Linked DNA regions of Zea mays: all the other regions are linked to region 2. A link is a contact called in public Hi-C data. All regions are on one chromosome and are shown on one strand. Each heading gives the region's core, a stretch centred on a gene start, on an enhancer-like site or on the middle of the called end of the contact. The rest is flanking DNA. Distances are from core to core; before and after follow the strand shown. Region 1 holds the start of LOC100276627 (non-specific lipid transfer protein-like 1). Region 2 holds the start of LOC100275303 (zinc finger CCCH domain-containing protein 15 homolog). Region 3 holds the start of LOC100272836.

Region 1 (3,403 bases), core at 145-2,644, 150 kb before region 2:
CATGTGGAGATGTTTTGAGCGTGTTACAGCTCATCAGCTTCTTTTCTAGCAGAAGAAAGACAAAACACATTTATACTCTTGTGACAGCTAAGAATTCTGTTTTTTCTTCCATTTTTTTTAAAAAAACAAAAACTTTATTCTTGGAAAACGGACAGCTAAAAAATTCAGATCTTGTTTTTTCCCAGTTGAAGTTATTGTACAGTTCTAGCATATATTTGTTCTGTTCATACTTGAAGATCTAAAGTTCTAAACAGGCGTAACACTGCAAAAATTCATAGAGCATAATCTAAGTACTAATATGTGCCGATTGTTCCTAAAAATCATAGAGTGTAATAAAGGCGCATGTCGTTACACAGAGATTAGACGGACGTAAAAGAAAAGACAGTGAAACTGATAGTGAGGCATAGAGTTACCTTCGGTTGGGGGAAGCGCGGAAACTGCAAGCAAAAGAGTGGAACTGTTAGATCATATCGAAATTGCTTAGAGTAGCAAAAGGGAAAACCAAACTAACTTATCAAAAAAAGGGACCTTTATCTACACTACATAAAATCCTTCTAAGAGAAATCAAAGGAGCGGTAAAATCCGAAGAAAAGAAACCCGTGATTTAGGCATGGGTTCTCGAGGTGTAAGGAAATTTTTTGGAGGAGATGGCACAGTACTAAGTTTTTTTTTTTTTTGGGGGGGGGGGGGGGGGGGGGGACACATGATGAGATATGACGGAATTTAAGAGGGAAACTGCTCGGGGAGAAGCAAGGATGAGGAAAGGCTCGGGTGGTGCTCACTGTTGCACTTGCTGAAGGCGGCGTTGGACGCGCCGCACGCGCCGGGGAGCGCCAGCACGCGCTTCATGTCGATGGGAAAGCCCAGGTTACTGGAGTTGGAGCCGGCGAGGGAGCAGAGGCAGCCCACGATGACGGGGCTGGCCACTGCGGTCTTGACCTCGCCGCAGCAGGCAGCGGACGGACGGCGCGCGCTGCTCCCCTTCTGGACGTAGTCGATGCAGTCGATCAGGCTGGCGGCCTGGGAGATACAGTCCACCGCCGGCGCCGGTGCAGGGGAGTTGGAGCCCGCCCCCGCGGCGGAGGCGGCGAGCGCCAGGAGGACGCACGCCACGGCGGCTGCGGCGGCGCGGGAGGCGAGGGCCATGATGGCTCGAGTGGGAGGAGCGGAGTGGAGTGGGGTGGGCGGGCGGTAGGGAATGGAAGTTGGTGGGACGCGGGGTGTGGAGAGGTCAGGGCACGCGTGCCTTTATGGAATCCAGATGCACAGATGGCAACGGTCCACGGCGGCGAGGTTGGCATGAACTGGAATCATGGGTGCTTTGTGCTTTCCCGTGTTAACTTGTTCTCGACTTCTATTATCTCTCCTCTCTCTCTATCTCTCTACATTCTACATATCTACGTCTATCTATAACTAATAAAAAATATTAAAAGAGCTTCACCTACGACGAAAACATCCTGTAACAACAATTTCTCACATCTTTTGCCTCCCCCTCTCGTTTTCTCTCTCCAACGGTTTACTTTACTTGTTTTGAAACTAAATCCACTACTCTAGTGCAAACAGACATACAAAACACAGTTTTAGGGGGTGTTTGGGAACAAAGTTTTTCTGCAGTTTTGGAAGAATACTGCAGTATTCTCAAATACTGCAGTATTATATACATAATGGTGTTTGGCAAGCTGGGTAAAATCTCTGTTTTCAAAACTGAAGTATTGTGTTGGGGGCTTGTTCTCAAATGCTATGAATTAAGAACAAGACAACATGAAATGTTAAATGTTAATATCCTTCGTCCAACGAAGCATTATTCCCTCGGGGATAATAAACTCTGGACGAAGGTGGGCAACAATATGATTACGAAGGTTAAGTCTTCGTAATCGGATTTTAATAAATTGTATGAAATAACATAAAGTATAGAGTATCAGAGGTAAATGAATCATATAATATCCATTCAATATATTTAAGTATTGGATACAATAATACCTCTGCCTTGGCAAAGGTTGATTCCCGAATGATGTGATTGCAGAAAACAGGAAAGTGTGAACAGTAAGGGAGTACTGTTCACTATTTATAGGCACGGGATACAGTCTGTGAGGAATTACAATTATGTCCCTCATAGGGGATTACAACAGCGACCCAAACATTTATGGACTGAAAGGTCATTCTACTTTTAAGTCGGTTTGCAATTCCGAAGCTTCATGAGGAGGAACCTTCGGTCATCTCATGCGAACAGCTTCAGTCGAAGCTGCTTCTCCCTACAAGACCTTCGGCGACGAAGCATGGTCCCAACAGTAGCCCCTTTCACGGCGCTAGATCGTTTTTCGTAACGAGCTTGAACCGTGAAAAAGTCTCTTAAGCTTCGGGAAGCCGAAGGTCCAAAAAACACCTTCCCTGAGCTCGTTGTCGAGAAACGATTCAGCTTCCAAGAGCGTAACGGTCCCACCTTGCAGAGTTACTGTTTGGTCTCTGCGGTCCACCGCGCAGCGAGTACAAGCGGCTGTCCGCTTGGTGTAAAAATCCTGGCGCTTCGCCTTCTTACCTGCAATACTATATAAACAGACGAGTAGGTGTGAAGTTACCACAGCATTCATTGCTACTTGCACTGTTTTGTTGCCAAAATTTTTAACCATAGCCGAAGCTTCACTCTCGGACTCGAACGAAGCTCCAGCTTGAAGCCTGCTTCGTCAGAAAAAGGAACTTCGGAAAAAACAATATTCAATTCCCACAAATTCAGAATTAAATGGTCAGAGTACGTTCTACCGCTAGGGTTGAACGTGAGGGAGGCGAAGCTGAAGGCTCGGAGACTGTTCCCATCTCCGAAGCAATGCAGCGATCCGGGCTGGTAACTTCGGAAGAAATCCCCACTGCTGAAGCAAAACAAGCAACTGCCGAAGCAGAAGAAGAGAACATTGAGGAAAACATTGAGGAAACCGATCCTGAAGATGATTATCGTATTGCGATGCCAAGTAAGCCCAGCCACTTGGACTTCGGGAAGTCTACTGTTTCGAAGGCTGATCTCTCCAAGATGGTAAAGTCGGGTTTTTTCAGTGAAAATCAGAAGAAGCTACTTCGCTTCGGGGGGTAAGAAACTACCCCGAAGCCAGAGAAAGATGAAATAGTTATCTTCAAGAGCTTTCTAAAGGCTGGGTTGAGATTCCCCCTGAATGGGATTATTGCAGAAATATTGGAAAGGTTTGGAATCTACTTTCATCAGCTGACTCCTAACGCTATCGTTAGGCTCAATGTTTATATCTGGGCTCTCCGAAGCCAAGCGGTGGAACCGTTTGCTGACAGCTTTTGCCGGGTTCACGAGCTGCACTATCAGACGAAGGCCAGGAAAGATGGATTGCATGACAATTTTGGTTGCTATAATTTTGCTTATCGGAAAACTACAAAGTTTCCTGTA
Region 2 (3,571 bases), core at 56-2,555:
CGACAAATATTTAGGATTAAAACTTAGACTAGATAGCGATACTTACAAAAAAACCTAGTTTGCACATTCTAAATTGTTAATTTGCATATGTTTTACTCTATGGATTTAATTGTGGCCTAGTTTAGAGAATAGTTTTTAGAAGTTCTAATTCACCACCTTTTAGACGTCACCGTTTCCTACAGTAGGAGTGGTGGCACGGGCGGGAGATGCGTGTGAGGAAGGTGACCGCACATGGTGAGGGTCGTCGTCGATGGTGGAGAGGTGTGGCACGATGGTCGTAGGCGAGCGATTGGAGCGAGGTCAGTTACACCGCGCGTGGGGAGGGACGACGCAATATCGGGGGAGGGGGGCGACAGGATGGCGTGGGCAATAACGGTGTACATTCATGGGAGACAGAACCAAAGGTGGCAGCCTACCTCTTGCGTTCTTCGTAGTAGTAGGGATTCTACCAGAGACGAAAAAATACTGACTTTATTAAAATGTTCACCACTATATTAGATTTAAAACGTTCATGTGAGTATGGAGGCTCATGGGCCATTTGGCAAAGTTCCCAAGCCAAACAACTAAACCTTGTTCCCAAGCCAAACAGCTAAACCTTGTTCGGTTCCATTCGAATCTGAGGCGAGGATTAAATATCTCCAATTACCTTCAATCTATCCCTAACCAAAAAAGCTCTAAGAGGACGTTTGGCGGAGCTCACATAGCTCCACTTTCAGCGAAAATCAAATCACTTTCGAGTTCCGCACAGCCAAACGACAAAAAACGGAACTACTATCGGAGGCAGAGTGAATGCAGTCTCCTTTTGTACTAGAAAGTGAGAGTAAAAAAACTAGCTTCTCGTCACTCATAACTTGCTCCCCACTCACTTTACAAATTATTTGCCAAACAAATTTTATCAGATGGATTCACTTCTGCTAGAGAATTATTCAAAATTATTATATTAAAGAATCAACACTCGAAGCTAGATAATTATGTAGCGGAGCTCTGCCAAAAGTCCGTATTAAGTAGGGATCATACGAGAATTATTTCTTCATTCATGCTGGGAGCTAAAAAATGTGCTTCACCAAGCTCCGTATTATGATGGAATTCTCATCACCTTCTAACCGTGCTTTCTCTTAGGAATAGAATCACTTCATCAAAGAATCAATGAGCAGAGTTCAAAGAATTAGGTAGCGGGCCTCTCCCAAAAGGTGCCTCGTAAGCCCAAAATACGTTTTGGTAGGAACTCAACAAAGGCGCCCTCAACAACAGGGCTTTCCGGTTTGATTAGGGCCTGATCCGTTTCGTAGTTTTTTTTTCTCGGTAATCCAGCCGTTTTCCCTTTCCCCAGAGATTCGCATATTCTCGCGATGGGAGCGGAGGAAGCAGAGGGTACTCCCCCGCCGCTGCCCGCCACCGGCGAGCCCGCAACCACGGCAAGGGCGCAGCCAATATCTGCAGCACAATTCCTCTCCTGGAAGCAGCGCAAGGTCTTTCCTTCCTCCCTTACCCCCAATAAAGCTTCGCCTACTTCTTTTACCATCAATTTAGGGTTCGATCTAGTTTCCTGTCCGTCGGGCCAGTAGCTGGATTAGATTTGTATCTCTAGGGATTTCCCGTTTACTAAGCTGAACAAGTAGATGTGATTTTGATTTGCTGGATTAAGCTTCATTCGCGTGGCAAATATGCGACACGTTTACGACGCCAGCGGATTTACTCTGACAATTCATCGTTATAGAAGCACGAGAATACATTCCATTTCATTTATCCGTTTAGGTTGCCTAAATAATCGTGAAATCTTGTGATACACAGAATAGTTCGTACTTCTGTTTCTTACCAGATATGCATACAAATACAGATAGATGGGGAACTGTTAATTGAAACGGGAAACATATATCATATTCGTAACAAACGAACACAAGTGTCTAAATAGCCATCCCAGTTTAAGCTGGTTGTTTTTTCAGTTATTGAATAATTACAGTTTCTGTTTAATTTATTCATTCTTGTTTTGATTATATATTGATATTCTAAACTGTGTGGTCATCTTTAAGGGAGGCAGTGTTACTGTTTTATTGTAACCTTACCAAGAATGAGGAGCTATTATTGTTTCATTCTTATCTTCATCTTCACAATTCACATTGCGTGTGTTTGCCTGTTTCTGTTTGGTTGTGCGTCCCGTGGTAGCCTGGCTCACTACATGCGTTGACTGGGCCTCTAAATGTATCCAGTTGCCCGCATGGAGATGGTTGAGCACGCATGCATCGGTGCAGATTATGTATTTGCGGAAGTCTTTAACCTGCACCTGGGGATACGCGTGAAAGCGGCGTATGTGCTGGGCCATGCTCGCGTGAGCCCGGCTGCATGGACGCAGGCTTCCAATTACCACCATTCTTATTGCTCAAGTACCAAATAGGCTTGCCAAATTTGTGCACTATATTTCAATCTATACTGGAAGCATACATTTTTCAAACACTGTATATTCCTGTACACAGTCCTTATGGTCTTTTCTGGCTCTGGCTATTGATGTCCATGCTAAGTGTAGGGAGAATTTTGTTATTGTCATACCCTGAGGTTATGTTGTCATCTGGCAGTTCACTGCTTGAGCCATGACATGTCTCTATGTAACTCTCTTAGTGACGCTCCATATCAGAACCCGAGCATGGTGTTAAATGGGCAAGGGTTGATTCAACATCCCTTTGGTGACGCGTCGTGTTGTGATTTGGGCACGATGTTATATAAGGATCGAGTCGCTGCTTCCTTAGTTGTGTGCTACGTCGCTACATCGGCGCCCGAGTGTAGTAAAAATGTGCAAGGGTCTTTACATCACCAACAGGTGCGAAGGGTAAGGAAGCTAGTCGGACTAACTGAGATCCATTTAGGTAGTTGGAATGTAGCATCATTTACAGGTAAGTTAAGAGAGTTAGTTGAGACATCGACTAGGAGGCGTGTAAAATATCTTATGCATTCAAGAGACTAAATGAAAGGGTCAAAAGGCGAAGGAGGTGAACAATACTGGCTTCAAGCTTTGATACATAGGGACGGCTGCAAATAGAAATGTAGTAAGAGTTTTGATTGATAAGAGCCTAGTGTGTGGTGGATGTGAGAAGACAAGGAGAAAGATTATCTTAGTGAAGCTTGTCGTGGATGATTTAGTCTTGAACGTAATTAGCACGTATGCCCCCTAAGTAGGCCAAGATGAAAGTGCTAAGGGCCTTTTTGTGAAGACTTAGATAACATGATTAGAGCTATACCTATTAGCGAGAAGCTTTTCATAGGAGATCTCAATGGGCATGTAGGTACAACAAATGCAGGTTTCAAGGCGGTTCATGGAGGTTTTGGGTATGGTAGTAGGAATTAGGAGGGAGAGGAAGTCTTGGACTTTGTGGTAGTTTTTGATAGGTTGATAGCCAACACTTTCTTTAGGAAGAGTGAATATCATTTAGTGATCTGTAGGGCAAACACTCTAGTTAGATTGACTTTGTCTTCACAAGAAAAGAAGATAAACGAGCATGCTTGGATTGCATGGCAAGGTGATACCTGGGTAGTGTGTTGTCTCTCAACATAAACTTATGGTGGCTTTTCAGGTGTGTCC
Region 3 (3,876 bases), core at 1,241-3,740, 210 kb after region 2:
CATAAGACTTTTTAGTAGGGGCAAAAAATTCTATTTTCAGCAAGGACTTAATTCATATTTCATGCAAAGAGCTGGCGGAAGGCTGTATGGAACATCAAAAAAGGGCCAGCATGAGTAAGACAATGCAGTTAGATTGAAAGGTGAGAAATCATCTGTTGCCAAACCGAAGTGGATATTCCGCACTTCGTCAGCAAAGCTGGAATCAAAGGCATCTAGTTCCTTCCATGCATCTATACCAGTTGGGTGTGCCATGACATCGAGATTTTCACGTAGCCTTCTTTGTGCCACCTCATGTGTCTGCCTATATTCTTGGAGATAAACAAATGTTTCAACCGAGGTATAAGAGGCATGTAACGAAGCTGCTTACATGCTACCTCGGTCGTCACGGTCAAACCATCGTCATTTTCAACCTCTACGAATCTACGCTCACCACATACAATACACTTCTTCTCGCTCGCGGTCTCCTTCTAGTAAAGCATACAATTATTGTCACATACATCGATTTTTTCGTAGTCCATACCGAGACCCGAGAGCAACTTCTTGGACTGGTACATGTCCTTTGGCATCTTGTGATTCTCCAGAAGTACATCATTGATCAAGTTCAAAAGCTCCTTGTAGCAGTTGTTTGAGAATGCAAAATTGGTATTAATAGCCATAAGTCGAGTCACTTTAGTGTGGTCGTGCAACGGCTCTTCGACAACTTTAAGGAGCTCGAAGAACTTCTGAACCTCAGGCGTAGGAGAATCCTCATAATCGGGGGGTTGACGGGGGTTCTCGGAATCGACGAGTAGAAGCTCATGGCGTACATCATCAAGCATCTCTTTCATCCTATCGTAGTCCCCCTCTTCATGCGACTGAACTTTTGATACAATAGGAGGAGGTGGATCCTCACCATGGTGCACCCACACCTCATAGCCAGGTATATAACTATTATTACAAAGATCTATCGACGTGATCCTGTTAAGGAAATAAATGTTCTGACACTTTCTACAAGGGCACCTAACATTGGTTACAGTCTCTGACTGAGCAAAAGCATGGTCGAGAAACACGTCAGTCTTGGCAACCCACTCACTTGTTAGAGCACCTCTCTTCTTCCAACCTTCATACATCCATCGACGGTCCTCCACCATACTAGACGTTAACTTGATTAGTTAAGTAAATCACGCCCCTACATCTATAGAAAAGGATAGGTCCTAAATCCACCCAGGATGACCGACAAGCCTGTGTTTATGACAAGGCATGTGCTCGTGCGAAATTTCGACAACATAACCCTGTTGTTCTCCACTCGCACGCTTGAAAAATGGTGCAATTGGAGAACATAGGGGTTATAGTGCCAAAACTATACAGGGACACATGCCTTTATCATAAACACGAGCAATGTCGGTCACCCCGAGGTTGTCCAATAAAGGGACAATTCCAGCCCAACACACATCAGATGCGTCACATGTGAGGTGTGTTGGCCCGAAACGGGTGACGTGTAGGTGTCGTTTGATGACACTACGATACACTACGAATAACTAGAACCATCGTACATTATTATATAATTCAACTAATAAACCACCAATAAAATATTATATACGAAAAAACATTGTTACGGGACCATAAATCATATAAAATGACCTTATTTTGGGGGCGGAATTAAACCCTAGGAAATTAAAAGTTTAAATTATCTAAGCACCACTAAATAAACTAAAACAAGCTAATTTAATTACATAATCAAATTCCGGTCGTCGAACATAACAAACTCAACAATATTTAATATACAAATAATTTAATACTAAAATTCATTTAATAATTTATACATCTACAAAATTATACTACAAAATAAAATTACTCACTTAGCCGATGGTGAGATCGGTGTGGCCGCTGGTGGGTGACGTAGGGCTGGACGAGCGTTGGAGCCGACGAGGCAGTGGGGGCGAGGTGGGCGCTAGCGTGGGCGGGCGCTGATGGCTCCGTCGAGGATGGCTCCCGCCCGGCGTAACGGCGGTGCTGGTCAAGTGGCTTACGTGCGAAATGAAACGGTACGGTCGGGCGCCGCGGACTTAAAATTCTTTATTTCCGACGGCTTGTATGACAGTCCAACGATCTGTCTGACAGCTGTCGGCATAAGCGTCTTGCCGACGGCTTATGACAAGCCGTCGAACGTATGAACTTATGTCCGACACAGATAAGGGCGGTCGTCAAAAAAAACCGTCGGACATAAGTTGACCGTCATAAATTTCCCATTTTGGTGTTATGGTTACTGGATACGTCATGTCTAAGCATCAGCGGCAAAATCGCCTTTGGCTGGTGAAACCGTTCCCCGGCTCGTGGAGCTGCTCAACAAGCCGTCCCAAACGGGCACAGCTTCGAAGAAAGAACCATTATTAAAACATTGATCGATTGATCGATTGATGCATGTGCATGGATGCTACGCTGCAGTCGTAGAAAAGCAGAACACTATAAATAAACACCAGGTTCCATCCGTCTCTGCAGTCACCCACAACCAATTAGCCATTGGCCAGCACAGCAGTGTATAGGCATAGCTACGTACGTGGGAAGTGGGAACGATGGCACTCATCATGCAGGAGAGTAGTAGCCATGATTTGCTCCAAGCTCACGACGAGCTCTTGCACCATTCCCTGTGCTTCGCCAAATCGCTCGCGCTCGCCGTGGCGCTGGACCTCCGCATCCCCGACGCGATCCACCACCACGGCGCCGGCGGCGCCACCCTTCTCCAGATCCTCGCCGAGACTGCGCTCCACCCAAGCAAGCTTCGCGCCCTTCGCCGCCTCATGCGCGTGCTCACCGTCACGGGCATCTTCAGCGTCGAGCAACCACCAGCAGGTGGTGGTGATAATTCAACCGTCCACACGTCGGACGACGAAGCTGTCGTCGTCTACAGGTTGACGGCAGCCTCCCGCTTCCTCGTCAGCGACGAGGTGAGCACGGCGACCTTGGCTCCCTTTGTGAGTCTGGCGCTCCAGCCTATCGCTGCCTGTCCGCACGCCCTGGGTATCTCCGCGTGGTTCCGGCAGGAGCAGCACGAGCCGTCCCCGTATGGCCTGGCGTTCCGGCAGACCCCAACGATCTGGGAACATGCTGACGACGTAAACGCCTTGCTGAACAAAGGCATGGCCGCGGACAGCCGCTTCCTCATGCCAATTGTGCTGAGGGAGTGCGGCGAGACGTTTCGTGGGATCGACTCGTTGGTTGACGTCGGTGGTGGCCATGGTGGCGCCGCCGCCGCCATCGCCGCCGCCTTCCCCCACCTCAAGTGCAGCGTGCTTGACCTCCCGCACGTTGTCGCCGGTGCTCCGTCTGATGGCAACGTGCACTTCGTCGCAGGCAATATGTTTGAGAGTATTCCACCTGCAACCGCTGTTTTCCTCAAGGTACCATCCGTCGTCACTGCTGACTGCTCCCTCCTCCATGGCTCCATTTCTCAATGTGTTTGCATTTTGAGATCCATGGTCAAACTTCAAAGTTTTGACTATCGTTTTGTCTTGTCTTGGGCGAGATGCCTCTCCCGTCCAAAAATAATTTAAAATTTTATTTTACAGTATAGAGTAACGATATCTATAACACCGAACATGCATACTATAAAAATATATTTTATGATGTATCAATGATACTAATAATAATGCTATATTTTAAAAGATTTGTTCAAATAAAATAGTTTGACTTTAGAACAACTCTATAATTTTATTCAGACTATGTTTTGTAGGGATTTAGATATAAATCCCCTCATAAAATATTTTGGGTAATCAATTAGAATCAGTTTATAAAACCGTTTTGTTTGTGTGGGTGGATTCCTATTTCCACAAAATGCATTTTATATAAACAATCGTATAAATGAAAATAAGCTTCAAAAAAATTCTGAACTTCGAGTGG

Evidence for each region. A called contact is a pair of places that touch in the nucleus more often than the background predicts.
Region 1: a Hi-C map of endosperm shows a contact between it and region 2, with 2.6 times the contacts expected there. The contact joins the promoter of LOC100276627 here to the promoter of LOC100275303 in region 2. A contact is called at or near these places in 4 of 25 Hi-C or Micro-C datasets (ear, endosperm, leaf and 1 more).
Region 3: a Hi-C map of bundle sheath shows a contact between it and region 2, with 2.9 times the contacts expected there. The contact joins the promoter of LOC100272836 here to the promoter of LOC100275303 in region 2. A contact is called at or near these places in 4 of 25 Hi-C or Micro-C datasets (bundle sheath, endosperm, leaf and 1 more).

What each region holds. Positions count from the first base shown.
Region 1 is chr1:66,856,210-66,859,612 of Zm-B73-REFERENCE-NAM-5.0, reverse strand. It overlaps LOC100276627 (non-specific lipid transfer protein-like 1), which reads right to left and starts at 1,394. Exons shown (of 3, transcript XM_008658189.4): 1 at 783-1,394; 2 at 414-437. The coding sequence starts at 1,146.
Region 2 is chr1:66,702,857-66,706,427 of Zm-B73-REFERENCE-NAM-5.0, reverse strand. It overlaps LOC100275303 (zinc finger CCCH domain-containing protein 15 homolog), which reads left to right and starts at 1,305. Exons shown (of 2, transcript NM_001331166.1): 1 at 1,305-1,469. The coding sequence starts at 1,350.
Region 3 is chr1:66,492,922-66,496,797 of Zm-B73-REFERENCE-NAM-5.0, reverse strand. It overlaps LOC100272836, which reads left to right and starts at 2,490. Exons shown (of 2, transcript NM_001147289.1): 1 at 2,490-3,377. The coding sequence starts at 2,553.